Linked DNA regions of Mus musculus: region 1 is linked to region 2. Evidence: chromatin contacts called from public HiChIP or PLAC-seq data. All regions are on one chromosome and are shown on one strand. The core of a region is the stretch at or near the end of the contact, and the rest is flanking DNA. Distances in the headings are between cores, read along the strand shown.

Region 1 (6,567 bases), core at 670-3,169, 530 kb after region 2:
AATTTCTATGCTTCTAGAATACCACCTCACATTCCAGTGAACAGCTAGTATTTCATCTTTGAGCAGATCAAACTATTAAGAGGCCAGTAACTGGCAGACTCTGTCATCCTACCATCCTCTGATCTCAGGGCCTTGTTGTCCAGTTCTTGAAGCTTACTAACTATACACGTGGAACCTAAGATCCAATGATTGCACACTTATGGATTTTAATTTTTGTAAGTCAAGGAAAATGCACTGACCAGCTTATCTGTATGATCACTCCTATCTTTAAACGCTAGTAGTTCTTCCCTGATCTCACTTAATAAAGCTCAGAGACTTCAAAATCACTGTTGCCATTGATAGCATGAACCATCTCTTCATTTACAGAGCCCATCTTGATAATGGGTCTTGCATCCTATGAGAGTGAGATTATTATGGAATTCGGGGGACTCTAACTCTTTTCTCCCACAGCTATGAGAAGCTCTTTATCACCTTCTAGATTGACAGCGTTTTAAGGTAGTGAAAGTTCACAGAAGTAAATTCAGATACACACATGATTGACATATCAGTTTAATGCATGGCCCTCTGCCTATGAGAGCAACTTCCTGAATCAGGTTGCTTCATCATCTCACTGGCAGGTGGACCAATGACTGTCTCTCTCTGTTCTTCTAATTTGTGAGGGCAATGCAGAATTGATGGTAACACAAATCATAAAGTGAAAAAACACACTAAACCAAATTAGTACTATGCCACATACTTATCAGCCTATCTCTGGAAGCCCCGTCCTTTTTCTCAAGCCTGAAACAGTAATGCCAAAGTTTCAAATTCAAACAAGTGAAGTTAAGTCTTAAAACTGCTCAGAAATGGTAGCTCTTTTTTTTTTTTTTTTTGTAGAGCACTGTGAGGCAGAGACTAATACAAATGCTTAATATTCATGAACTAATGTGGTCCCCCACAGAATCATGAATAAACCACAGTTAACACCATTTACAAATGAAGAAATGGAGGCAAAGAAAGAGCTTGCTATCAGCCATCAGAGACAGGGCAGACATGATCAACCCATTGTGGGGTACAGTCCTTTTCGCCTTATGATGATAAATCTTTGTTAGTCTTCTTGTTGTTGTTCTTTTGCCTTTCCTTGCTAAGACAGTCTCATCAAGCTCAGGATGACATCAGACTTATTGAGAAGTCCAGCCTACCTTGAACTCCTTCCTCATCCTTTTATACCAATGTCCTGAGGGCTGAATATATACCTCAAAGCCCAGCAATGTGAAATTTTACTTATTTACTGCATTCATATACTTATTTGTATGTGTGTTTGTGTGTGCGCGCGCACGCAGAGGGCATGGCTATTCCATATAAAATACTCCATTTGTTACTGTCCAGGGCAAAGGAATGAATTTAGGTTTAACTCTGGCTCTTGGAAAATGCTCAGTCTACTGGGATCACCACGAGTCATCTTTGGGGTTAAGTCCTAATGCAGTTTAGGCAACAAGCAAGAGGGTACTGGAGGACAAGGGACCACAACTTATTTAGAAGTTTACACTCAAGGCCTGAGAAAAGTTTGGAAAGGCTAGAGATTACAAGGAACAAAAACTTAAGGGAGAGCAATAGAAAGAGCAAAAGAATCAAAGGAAGAAATAAAATAGCATCCAGGGTTAGTCCCAGCTGGTGAGAATATGGCCCATATGGGTGGGAGGTGGCGGACAGCTGGAGTTCCCTAGATAGCAAGTCTGGGGTCCTTCTGTGGGAGGACGTCACACACTAGAGAAGAATTTACGAAATGATGTGTTTCCTAAATATTGACTATGATAGACTCAGAGAATACAAACGAAAGAACTCTGACTTTGTGAATCACACAATTTCACAATCAGCTTCAATACAAGTCCCATAAAGGACAATGACTAATCTGGTAGTGTTTATGTGTTCAGAGAACATTAAATGCTATGATCAATGTCTAACGATCTGTCACCCTCCAGTAAACATGTGAGAGAGTAACAACAGAGAATGAAGACGTCTGGGAACTCAACTCTGCCCTACTAAATCCAAGGACCCTGAGAACCAAGGAGCTACTGTCCTTCTCACTTCAGTTCTCACTGATCTCTGAAGAACAGAGCCTTTCTAAAGGAAAACTATATTCTCTAACCAAAGTTAATCTGCTTAAAAATGGATGGTTAAAACTGAAATTTTCCATAAATATTTGACCCATAAACTCAACTGAAGAGAACTACAAATTGGAAATACAGGAAAAAAAATCATCTGATTACATATATTATGCAGCAGAAAGCACAGAAGACACTAAGATATCATCTGAATTATGTAATTCTGTAAAATTGCTGGTAAATAACATGATATCTTAGAGTCTGTTTCTCTGCATTAATGAGAGTTTGGCAGGTGCTGCCTCTCAGTGTCATAACCCTCTGAATTCCTAATCTTGGTTATGAAATAACCCAACACAAATTACAAATATACAAAGTCCTAAGGTTTCTTAGCAGCAAGACAAGAATCTCTACTTCTTATCTGAATGAGATTACAATCTATCCTCAAAATATCACAGAATCCAACATTGTAAAGGTTTTCTATTTAGAGTCCATTAAAAGCATGGCAACGCAGGTGTCAGGCATTACTGTAATTGCAACCCAAAATAAATTAAATGTCGAGGTAAAAGGTCATCACTTATATAGAAAACTCAACAATCTTGAATAGAGGAGTTTTAAACATAGTAAGAAGCTAAAGTCCTATAGCTATGATCCCAATCATTGGCATGAATATTAGACCCAAAGCTCCAGCTAAAATTATTGATCAGGTTCCTGCAACCCTGAACTTGCTGAACAGAGATCAATTTAGATTTCTCTCAGTTATCAGTTAAGTAAAAAGATAAAAGGACTTGAACTTTTTTTTTTTTTTTTACTTTTTCAACAATGTGTTGGCAGATTATCTGACAATATTCTTTTTCTCTTCCTTAAAAAGACCCAGCGGTGCATGTTGGGAAATCTACAAAACCCCTCAGCTTTAAGGGCTGTAGTAAAGGGGAGATCAGAGTTGCAATAAGAATCAAGCTACTAGTCACTCTTAGGATTTGCTTTGTAGGCAAAACCTTAGCATCATGTAACAATCGATGGCTGCCGATTCCTTTTGCTCCCAGAAGAGCAAGCAATTATGACCCAGGAAGCTCACCAAGGGATTACAAACAAATGCTAACCAGAGTTCAGTTCCACTGTCCTTATGTCGTTTCATTTATTTATGGGGCTTTTATTGCCGCGACTCCAACATATTTCATAACGTAAACACTTCCTGCTACTTAGCACAGGAAGGAGCAACATCAAAGTCATCAGGCTAATAGTGGTCCAGTCTGTGGTTAAGGTCTCATGGGTTCTCTCTCTCCCCCAACTCATGCAGTAAGAAAACACAGCTACTCTAGGCCACCTACTCCATAACCCTGACAGAGGTCTTAGAACAGGGAGGGGGGGCATTTAGGGAGATCTCTGAAGAAGAAATAGCCATGACCCATTAGTTCATAGAGGGTAGAGAAAAGTAAAAGGGATGTGAACTATGAAAGAAAGAATAAAGGAGAAGAGATGCAAGCTGGGGAAATGGAACTGATAACCATTATCTTATACAAAATGTCACTGGGGCTTGAGAAGCCTATTGTCGATTTTCTGCCTAATCCCCACCCCCAAGCTATCTTGTAGCACTGCAGTCTTCAGAGCTGCTCCATTCTTTTGAGTGCATTTATGTAAATGTATATGCAATTTAATGCTCTCTTGATGTTAGTTGGAGAAGGGATATTTTTGTACTGGAGTACTGACAGCTGGGACAAGGCCATGCCAGGAAAGGCAATTCAGCACTTGAGTGTCTACTACAGGACGTGATGGCATCAAGACATCAAGTCTGGTGTCTTGCATCATGCTCCTGATGAAACCGTCAAAATGCTTCACCCCAGGAGGCGTCCTATCCTTTTACCTAGGGGGAAAAAAAACTCTGCCCTTGATTCTTATCAATTACTTCTGCCTTGTAAGTAGCTGCCACGTTACTCCACTATAGATTTCTCAATTCAGTTTCTGCACTACATTTTTTTTCAGACTTGAACCAATGGCGATCAGAATGATCAAACCATAAAAGTCCCGATCTATTCCTAGTTGTACATTAAAGAACAAATGAAAACCCATTTATTATGCTTAGTACTATATTGTTTTATATAGGACAAGCTCTTACAAAATTGCTTCTCTTTGTTAAACGGTCAGTGTACTAAAAAAAAAAATATATATATATCTTCCATAGGATTCAGTGTGTGTGTGTGTGTGTGTGTGTGTCAATTATTTTCTGCTTCTACGACAGATTTTATGTCACTTTTGCTTTTTAAAATCCTCTGGCTATGGTACATAGTCCCAGGTCATCTTTTTTCCTTCCACTCTCCTGCCCAAATCTATTAATGAGCAATCTCTTCCCATACAGCTTAAGTGATCTAGCCAGTTTTATCCATTAATCATAAAACCATTTACTTTTTATTTAAAGATATTCATTATATATATGAATTATTTATTTCAATCTGCACAAATAGATTGCATATATTTAAATATTTTAAATGATAATAATGGTTATGTTTGATTTAACTCATATAAAATTATTCTATGTAAATTGTTATTTCCATGTGTTTGTTAAATACTAAATATAGCCCACAGGCCTCAATGTATGTCTTCTGGGGTTAGTCGATCTCGGCTTGCAATAACAAAGAGAAAGCACATGCTCTATTTCCAAAGCAAGGACTCATGATTGTTCCAGCTAACCTCAGTTCCCAGATTCACTTATAAAGACACCTTATACTTTTTTTTTTTTTCTAGAGATGTCCACACTTGTGATTGTATGCCAATAGGAGCCAGAAATGCAGAGAAAGGCCCACTTGTTTGAATGTAAAAATCAAATTACCAGGGTGATTCTTTGAAGGTTACCATGGTTGTGAAGAATAGACTAGCATTTAAAATCAAGCCTCTCCTGCAGGCTTCACATAAGATACAACTTGAAACCTCCCCCTTGCATGAAAGGTCTGCATAAATGTCCCCAACTGCTGTACTTATTCTTAAAATGAAGACAAACCGTCACTGACAGGATCACAAGAGGGAAGGGGCAACTCGAAGAAGATAGTCAAACATAGAACAAGGGGAAACAACGTTCAGTATGTGTCAAGCCTGGGATAAGTTGCTCTCCAGTGTTCCACTTAATTCTCTAAGAGCCTCAGCACGTGGGCACCCTATTCCGGGACAGGAAGAAGGAAGCACATTCAGAGGGATGCTCTTGCTTGTCATGAACAGGGACTAGTGAGATTGAGTTCCAAGTCTACCCGGGTGTAAAATAATGCCTTGAGAGAAGAGCCTGAAGACTACTGCTGTGAGAGATATCAGAGGTCAAACACTTAATAACTTGCTTGGCTCACAAAATCCCCATGAAGTGCCTGTCTCTGCTCCAATACTCTCTATGAAGAATTAATTTCTTTCTCAACAACTGACACATTTTTGTTTGGATGACTTTGATAGCTAAAAAAAACGAACAACAACAACAAAAAAAAAAAACAAAAAAAACCCTTCTCTCATATACTAATCACTGAAAGATGATGTCCACCCTCCAGAGGGCCAATCAAAATCATAGATGTAAAATTTTTCTCTGCAGAGAATGATAAAAAGCTCTTGCTGGATTATATTAATATTTATTGTTAAATATAATTAGAAAGGGGGGGGCAGAGAGCTAGGATAGGATTCTTTGAGCTTTATCTTCTTCACTGACACTAATTGGTTATACAGATCTTCACTGTTGAATCACTCCATCAGTCAAGTCCTGCGTTTCCTCACTTGGGAGGTTAACTCAGTCTCCAAGACTGTTCCGCATACACATTACTCATATATAACCCCTAAGTGTGTACATACATTCATACATACATGCATGAGCATGTATGGATACGTGCACACATGGATGCATGCACAGTCAAAGGCGCCACAACAAAGACTGCAGCAGCTGACGTCATTCAGGTCAAGCTAATCAGTCCTCATCTACATTGCGTACAGACCTAGGTCTTCATACGCATTGAGAACTCGTAAGTCATGACCGGATCTATCCTTTCTCTGGGCAGTGAAACCCAATAACCCTTGGGAAAATGCAAGCCAAGACAACACATAGAAAATATGAGCAAAATATAAAAATTAAATTATTTATGGTTGCGAGCTCACTAGAATCAGAAAAAAAACCTTACGACTTCTATATACTAGAAGAATTGGGTATATACTTTCTGTCTTTAGAGAGAGTTCTGCTCAAAAGGGCTCGATTAAATAGTGCCACAATGGCCACCTAACTTATTGGTTATAGAAGTGGGATCATTATCACTAAATGACAAAGGACATCCATAGATAGATGTTCAGTGTGTGCCAGGAAGCAAGAGTTTACTGAAGGCTCAGAGAAGGAATGTCAGTGTGAGATAAAATGTATGTATAAAAAAAGTACAGATGTATCCCAAAATGACTTCTTGTATTTCACCAGAGCTTAAGATCTATGGGAGTCATGATTTCTCTTGTCATCCCAACATGATGATCACAGCCATGC
Region 2 (6,961 bases), core at 4,177-6,676:
AGCAATAGTAACCTTGACTACGGCATTTCGCTGCCTATGTGGCCTGTGTGAACTGTTTCCCTGTTGTGTTGAAAAGCTGCAAGCACAGACCCACAAGGAGGACTCTTGTTTTCTCTTCCCCAATTTCTTTGCAAACCCTTGTAGGAGGGGGAGGGCCACATTGCCTCTTTAGCTCTCCATTTGTAGCCATTTGATTTCCATCTTCTTTGCCTTGCCAGGAAGTTTAGGAAATAGCAAACCATGCGTCATCTCAAGAACCAAACCTAGATCTGGTGTAGAATCGGTGCTATAAATAACTGTCCAGTCAGCGGGTGACTACTAAGCCCATACTAGTAATTGCCCGCCACCTTCAATATTCAGGCCCTCTGGAAATTCTTCCTTCCTTCCTTCCATTTACCTCTTCTTTTTCTTTTCCCTTCAGTCCTTGGGCTTCATAGTAGGAAACCAAACCCATGACTATATAATAGTTATATGCCTGAATGGAGCAAATTGCAGAGATATTTACCCGCAGACATATTTCTTTGGTCAAATGTGCCCCTTGTTTCCTCCTTTCCAATTTACATTCTCATTAGACCCGTAAATCCTGGGATATTGTGTCCTCGGAGCTGAGAGCTGTCACAGCTCTGGAAGTTAACGTCATGCCGGGCCCTGTAAGCTGGAAGAGGCTATTTCTGAAGTTTTGTTTTATCATTACTATCTATAGAGCTGTAAAGCTCTCTAGTGCTCCTCAATATTGCAGGGGTGGTTAGGTGCATGGATTACTCCAAAAACAGCTTTATTGTTTAGGGGCAGGGAGCACATGAGAAAACTGAAGACAAGCTATAATGGCAGCTTAGACCATCAAGAGGGAAATCTGTGAGTCGAAAGCACAGCAGCTGAGGGGAAGAGAATGTCAGTTGAGAGCACTCTTGATCTGACAAGTTTAGTTGCATCTGAGAATGCAGAGGCAGAAGAGCTTAAATACACCTGATGGCAAAGTCATAAGGCAGCAGAATTGCCAGTATCCTTCAGTGATGGCTGAGGAGTGGGCAGTGCTTTTGAGCGCTTGTTCTCAGGTTTTGTTCAAATAATTTCACTTTCTCCATTATAACCCAACCAACACCTCTACAACCCAGGCTTTTCTGTCCAAGCTTACCCCTCAAACAAATGTCGCTTCCTTTACCCACTCCTAGGGATCTCGACCTCACAGGCTTTTCAATGATGTTTGTTAACCATGGAAAGTTTAGGAAACTAGAAATGGCCAAAAGAAAACCTTCTCCTTGGGACTAGGCACATCCTCTCCCACTGAGGCCAGACAAGGTTGTCCCTTTATGGGTGTGGGATCCACAGCGTTGAGGGGTAGAGGGATAGGGAATTGTGTGTGTGGGGCTGACACCCCGATGGGAGTTTCAGCTTCTAAGGTGGATAGGGGCAGGATTTATATAAGGGGATACTGGGAGGAGAAGAGAGGCTGATACTGGGAGAAGAGGGGCTGATACTAGGTTGTAGAGTGAATAAATAAAATAAAATTAATTTAAAAAAGCATTCTGCTCAGAAAGTGGCTTCCATTTGTCTCTTCTTCTATGATGGGGTCATGAAGACTGGACAGGAGTTTATGCTTATCAGTTATGGAAGGTGTTTGGGTGACAACTGTTAATGTGGAGTCCTGAAGGGCTTGAAGACATTAATGTCTTCTGGCCTATGATGTAGTTTAAGAATTAGCTTAAATATATAATATCCTTTAGGGGAATAAAACAACATGCAGGAAAGTCTTGCAGACTCAGACTGGAAACTCATGAATGGGTATGTGACTTGAATTTAGTCACATGGATAAAACATCTCCCCTGCCCACAAACATGCACAATCCAGTTGCTGACACCGGCTGGAATTGACTTCTCACAGGGGACACTATGAAAGACTTCTGAGTTGTCATTGTTCTGTCTTCGGACGCCTCATTGTAGTGTTCCATAAATGTCTGTGAACTATGCGACTGACTGACTGAATAATGAATGGCCCGCATGAATGAAAGACTCCTCTCAGGATAGCAAAGTTAATACTTTGGCCCCAATCCATTACTTGATATTTATTCTTGACACTGTTTCTTACCTCAGCCACAATTACATGTTAAGTGGATTTATAAGATGACAATGGGTACTCTTGCTGGTGTCAATTTTGTCTTTTTCTTGATACTGTTTGCTGTATAATCCAGACTAGCTTGGGTGGGATTTGGGCTGTCTGTCCAGAGCCTCTGGGATTCTAGGTTCACAAACTTGTGCCAACTTAATAGATCTTATGCACTACTTTCCATGCCTTATTCAGAAGCTCTTGGCTTCAGTTTTCTGGGCATCTCATATGCTCTTGTTGACACAAACACATAGTCACTGCCTTTGATTTTGTATGGGTAAGGCCCCTGAGTGTGTTGTATTCTGCTCAGCCCTCAGTACATAAAGAAAATGCCTTCATGCAGAACATAGATAACAATTAAGAGACTGGGTCAGCTAGATTTAAAATGCAAATCTTCAAACTATGCCTCCTAAGTGCACTCAGTGTGGTCATTAGTTTAAGCAAACACATTAGGCATTCAGAATAGGATGCTGAGACAAATGTAATACAGGGAGAAAGACACTTCCCCTCTGCTGCACCATTTCACCCTGCCACTGTGAGCACTGTGGTTTGCTGGAATTCTCTGCAATAGCCTTTAATCCTTCAGCTAAACTGCTGTACCAGACATATTTCAAGCTAATTATCTGCCATTATAAGATTATATTCTGTTCTCTAATAGCCTTTCAGCATCCTCTTTTATTAGAGAACCAGTGATTTATGTTTTTTTTTTTATGTAAAAGATAAACAATGATCATTTGGCCGAGTTGTTTGGTCTCAGCACTGTGTGCGGCTGGGGTTGTGACTTGAGAGAGTCATATAGCCAGTCATACTGCTTAGATACTAGTTTCTACTAAGCTCTCTCCCTCCCCCTCCCTCTTCCTCTCTCCCATACCCTCCCTCTCCCCCTTTCCTCCTTCTCTCTCTCCCTCCCCTCTCTCTTCCCCTCTCTCTTTCCCTCCTGTCGCTTCCTCCCTCCCACTTCCTTTCCCCTCCCCCTTTCCTCCTTCTCTCTCTCCCTCCCCTCTCTCTTCCCCTCTCTCTTTCCCTCCTGTCGCTTCCTCCCTCCCACTTCCTTTCCCCTCCCCATTTCCTCCCTTTCTCCCCTTCCTTCCTCTCCCTCCCCTCCCTTCCTCTCTCCCTCCTCCTCTCCCCCCTCTCCAATTCTTTCTCACTCTCCCGTTTCTTCCTTCTGTAATCCTCCCTCCTATCTGTTACACACATTCTTAGACCAGAAAGCAGTCAATATAAAAGCTAACAAGTCGAGTTTTTGGCTGAACTTCAGATATGTGTGTAAAATACTCTTCGATGAGAGTGTAATTGGTTAGACAAAACCCTGATCTTCTCCCTTGAGGTCTCCCCTTTTCTGCTTTGTAGAAAGTTCCTTCCCTTCCCATCAGGACCATGGGTCCTCTGTTCCCCTCATTATGCTGGCTGGCTCAACACTCACTTTCAGGGACAGTGCTGATCAATGATCAAGGGAAGCCAAAAACGTCGCTTGGAAGTTTCGAGCAGTCTGGATTTCGTGGGTCATATTAAATCAGCTTTTGTACAGAAAGCCAGGAAAGCAGATGTTTACCTATAGTAACATCGCATGAGCTGAACAAAACAGGGGGAGATGATTGGGATTTCTGATCGTCTTCTATGCATCAAAGGAAGAAATATAATTAACACCTTACAGTTTGATAAACAGATTATTTGAAAATAATAAAAGCTCATCCTCTCCGATGGCCAGAGTTGGGGCACAGCAGTAGCTGCACTAAACCTGTTCTGAGTGGGAGGAGCCTGGGAGGCAGGTTTGATGCTCCCTGACCTTCCACAGGACAGGAAAGAGGGGAAAGCATGCTGAAGGTGAATTGCTCCTGGCCAGCCTGCCTGGCCAGTGCCTAACCAGAGAGCCTGCTCCAACTTGTTTAATGGCTGTCACCGATTCGCAGACATTTGAGCAGAACGTGCCCGTGATAGAGTCAGAGCCATTGGAAGGCTGAGCTACTTAGAGATCAAAGCAAAATGCTCCTAGGCTTCTGTGAGCTGCACCATTCATTTGCAGTCCCACTGAGTGGGACAAAAATGTCTTTTGATTGCACACTAATGTGGGATCATCAGAAAGAACACTGGTGACATTCAGACACAAAAGAAAACCAGGAGGCAGAAGGACCTCAAAGTGACCTTGGTGACAAAAAGCACGTCCGCAGAAACACACATATCTCAGGCAGTGTGGCCAACAGTGAGAAAGCTATGCCAGCTGACATTTCATTTCTGAGTAGCAGCTCCTTAAGCATTTGGAGCTGGGACGCTCATCCCACTCTCATGGAAACCCCCAAGAACTCTCACAAATGCCTGCTTTTACTTTGCTTCCCTTAAAACAACCAAAATTCCCTCCTCACAATTGTTGGGACATCCCAACAGCACAGTCCTTTCTTTCCCAGCTTGCAATGCAAACAAATATTGTTTTGTCCATTTCTTGTGGGTACTCACTCCAGCCTCATACCAATGTTAACATTTTTTCCCCCTTATCAAATGGTATTTCCTAGAACTACCTGAAGGTGGCAGTATTGTGCATCAGCCAGTGATTAGTAAGGAGATCAGGAACCAATTAAGGAAATGATTTAAGGAGTAGGCTGTAACTGACTCAAAATGAACAGATTATATACTGTGGAGACTTTTTTGAGCCTGAATACAACCACCCTACCCCCCACCCGCAGACATACACTCCAATGTGCATATATAGTGCAAAAGGTAAGAGGAAACCGAAATGACATGTCAACAGAGGGTAATGCTATTATTATCATCTCAAATATGCTCAGTCTATATAATTAACACAGTGATATCTTGGGGGGGGGGTGTATGGGTCATTAAGACAGCTGGCTGAAGAAATTCCAATGATGCCAATTCACCAGGAATTTCCCAGGAGGAAGGCCATTATTCTTTCTCCAACTAAAGCCTCCAAGATGCTGCAGTCCATGTATTTTGGAAGCAGACCCCTATTTCCCTTGGAGGGACATGAAGCAAGACTGTGTAGATATTTTACATTTGTCCATTCTACAAAAGTCTCCAGCTCTCTGAGGTGGAACAGAGCAACAGCATTCCAGTAAAACTAACTGACCATTGAAGTGGTGGTGATGGTGGGGGTGAGGGGATCATTGCCCATAATAGTGCCTGGAAAGGATATATGCAACTCTAGCATTGTCAGACCGAACCCATTCCTGTAACCAAGATGTTTATTAGGGCATACTTGGCAACTGCATCACAGCACCACCTAGGAAGCTGATGAATAATTGATTCAGACTGAGTGGACATTTCAAGGGACATTGACCACATAGCTGTGAAGTTGAAGCTGAAGGTCAGTTACAAGACACAGGTCAGAGGCAGGAGGAAAGTCCCTGTGTGTCAGAGGCAGGGCATAAGCTAGGTCTTCTCAGATCTTAGATTGGAGCAGATCCAGGCTTTCAGCTGAGTCATTCTCTTAGGGTGTTTGATTACTGGGGCTTTCCACATTTTTAGAATTCCGAAGGAGAAGTGGCACAGATACTGTTTGGATCTGCCATTGAAATGAGACAGCACAAACGGTCACTTTGTTTTGTTTTGTTGCAACAGTGAGTTGCCTGGTACTGTTTCACATCCGTATAGGACGTTGTTAGGCTCACTCAGAGATTCTTCCCAGAGACCAGTGGGTTATGGTGTGGGAAAAGACTCCTGGAGAGAAATGACATTTTAGAAAACTCCACGTCAAGAAATTGTGTGTTTCTGACTGAGTAGTTTCTAGAATGTAGACATAGTTACAACTACTTTGGATATTTTATGCCATTTAATCTTCATAACACCATATGAGGTAGAAATAAATTTATCTATCTATCTATCTATCTATCTATCTATCTATCTATCTATCTATCTATCTATCTATCTATCTCAATTGTATAGAAGTTGACCTTTCCCAAAGCTATAACTGCCAAGCAACAGGGCTGGTATCCAAACTCTGAGTTTCCTTAGGAGAAGGAGGGTTAAATATATTTATGAAACCATTGAACTTGAACCATTTTGTTGAATTTAGAAAGTAATGGGCCATCGTGAATTTCTTTCTTTTTTTTTTTTTTTTAAAGATTTATTTTATGTGTGTCTATTTGCCTGCATGTCTGTGCACTGTGTGCTCACAGAGGCCAGGAAAAGGCATTGGATCCATTTCCTGAGACTGAGTTACAGATGGTCATGAGCTGCCCTGTTGGTGCTGGGAACTGAACCCAAGTCCTGTGCAAGAGCAGCCAGTGGAGTGAGCCATCCCTTCTGTCTCTCTCTCTCTCTTTTTTTTTCTTTTGCAACCAGTGTATATTAGTACAAAATAATAGGTTTTAGTATGATATTTCAACACACACATATATGTCCTATTTACCCTCTGTTATATTTTACATACATTATAAAGTTGGCAGAGTATGACTAGTAAGCTTCAGTGTCTCATGGTATTAATTATTAGTGCATAACCTCAGATAAAAATCCATTACTCGATGCCCACCAATTTGGAGATGCTTCCCACGGACCAGTAAGTGTACTGTGGGGCCAGCACTGATCCACATTTTAAGAAGAGTTTATTTTGTACTTTAGAGGACAAGACTGGGTGCCCTAACTCTGGAGATGACCTCTTGTCCTAAACACTACCTCCTACAGGCTCAACTCTCCAACAATAAACCTGTCACCCAGTGCCAACCCTTTGCTTCTACCATTATTGCTGGAAATGCTGCCCTTTTTGATTAAGTTGAAGTGTCTCCTCTTTCCTATGCAAGAGACCTGGGAGATGGATATATGCCTAGTCATAGGCCATATAGGCTGAGTGGGAATGTTTTGAAGGTGGGAAATTAGGCCATCTACTTGACATGTAAGCAAAAAGTCC

Evidence for each region. HiChIP or PLAC-seq counts read pairs in DNA pulled down with a chosen protein or histone mark.
Region 1: an H3K27ac HiChIP or PLAC-seq map of the NIH/3T3 cell line shows a contact between it and region 2, with 4 times the contacts expected there. The contact joins two enhancer-like sites. A contact is called at or near these places in 3 of 115 datasets of contacts at active chromatin or transcription factors (the NIH/3T3 cell line, embryonic fibroblasts and neural tube).

Annotation. Positions count from the first base shown.
Region 1 is chr8:31,905,967-31,912,533 of GRCm38.p6, forward strand. All of the region lies in intron 1 of Nrg1 (neuregulin 1), which reads right to left. Among named protein-coding and RNA genes, the nearest start is that of Nrg1, 9.6 kb to the right of the region's middle. Within about 2 kb of position 1,920, at least 10 of the 459 cell types and tissues checked have an H3K27ac peak or open chromatin away from gene starts, as enhancers often do. A contact at or near this core is called in the NIH/3T3 cell line, where this site is marked.
Region 2 is chr8:31,367,920-31,374,880 of GRCm38.p6, forward strand. The region is part of intron 1 of 7420700N18Rik (RIKEN cDNA 7420700N18 gene); the gene reads left to right. Among named protein-coding and RNA genes, the nearest start is that of 7420700N18Rik, 3.7 kb to the left of the region's middle. Within about 2 kb of position 5,427, at least 78 of the 459 cell types and tissues checked have an H3K27ac peak or open chromatin away from gene starts, as enhancers often do. A contact at or near this core is called in the NIH/3T3 cell line, where this site is marked.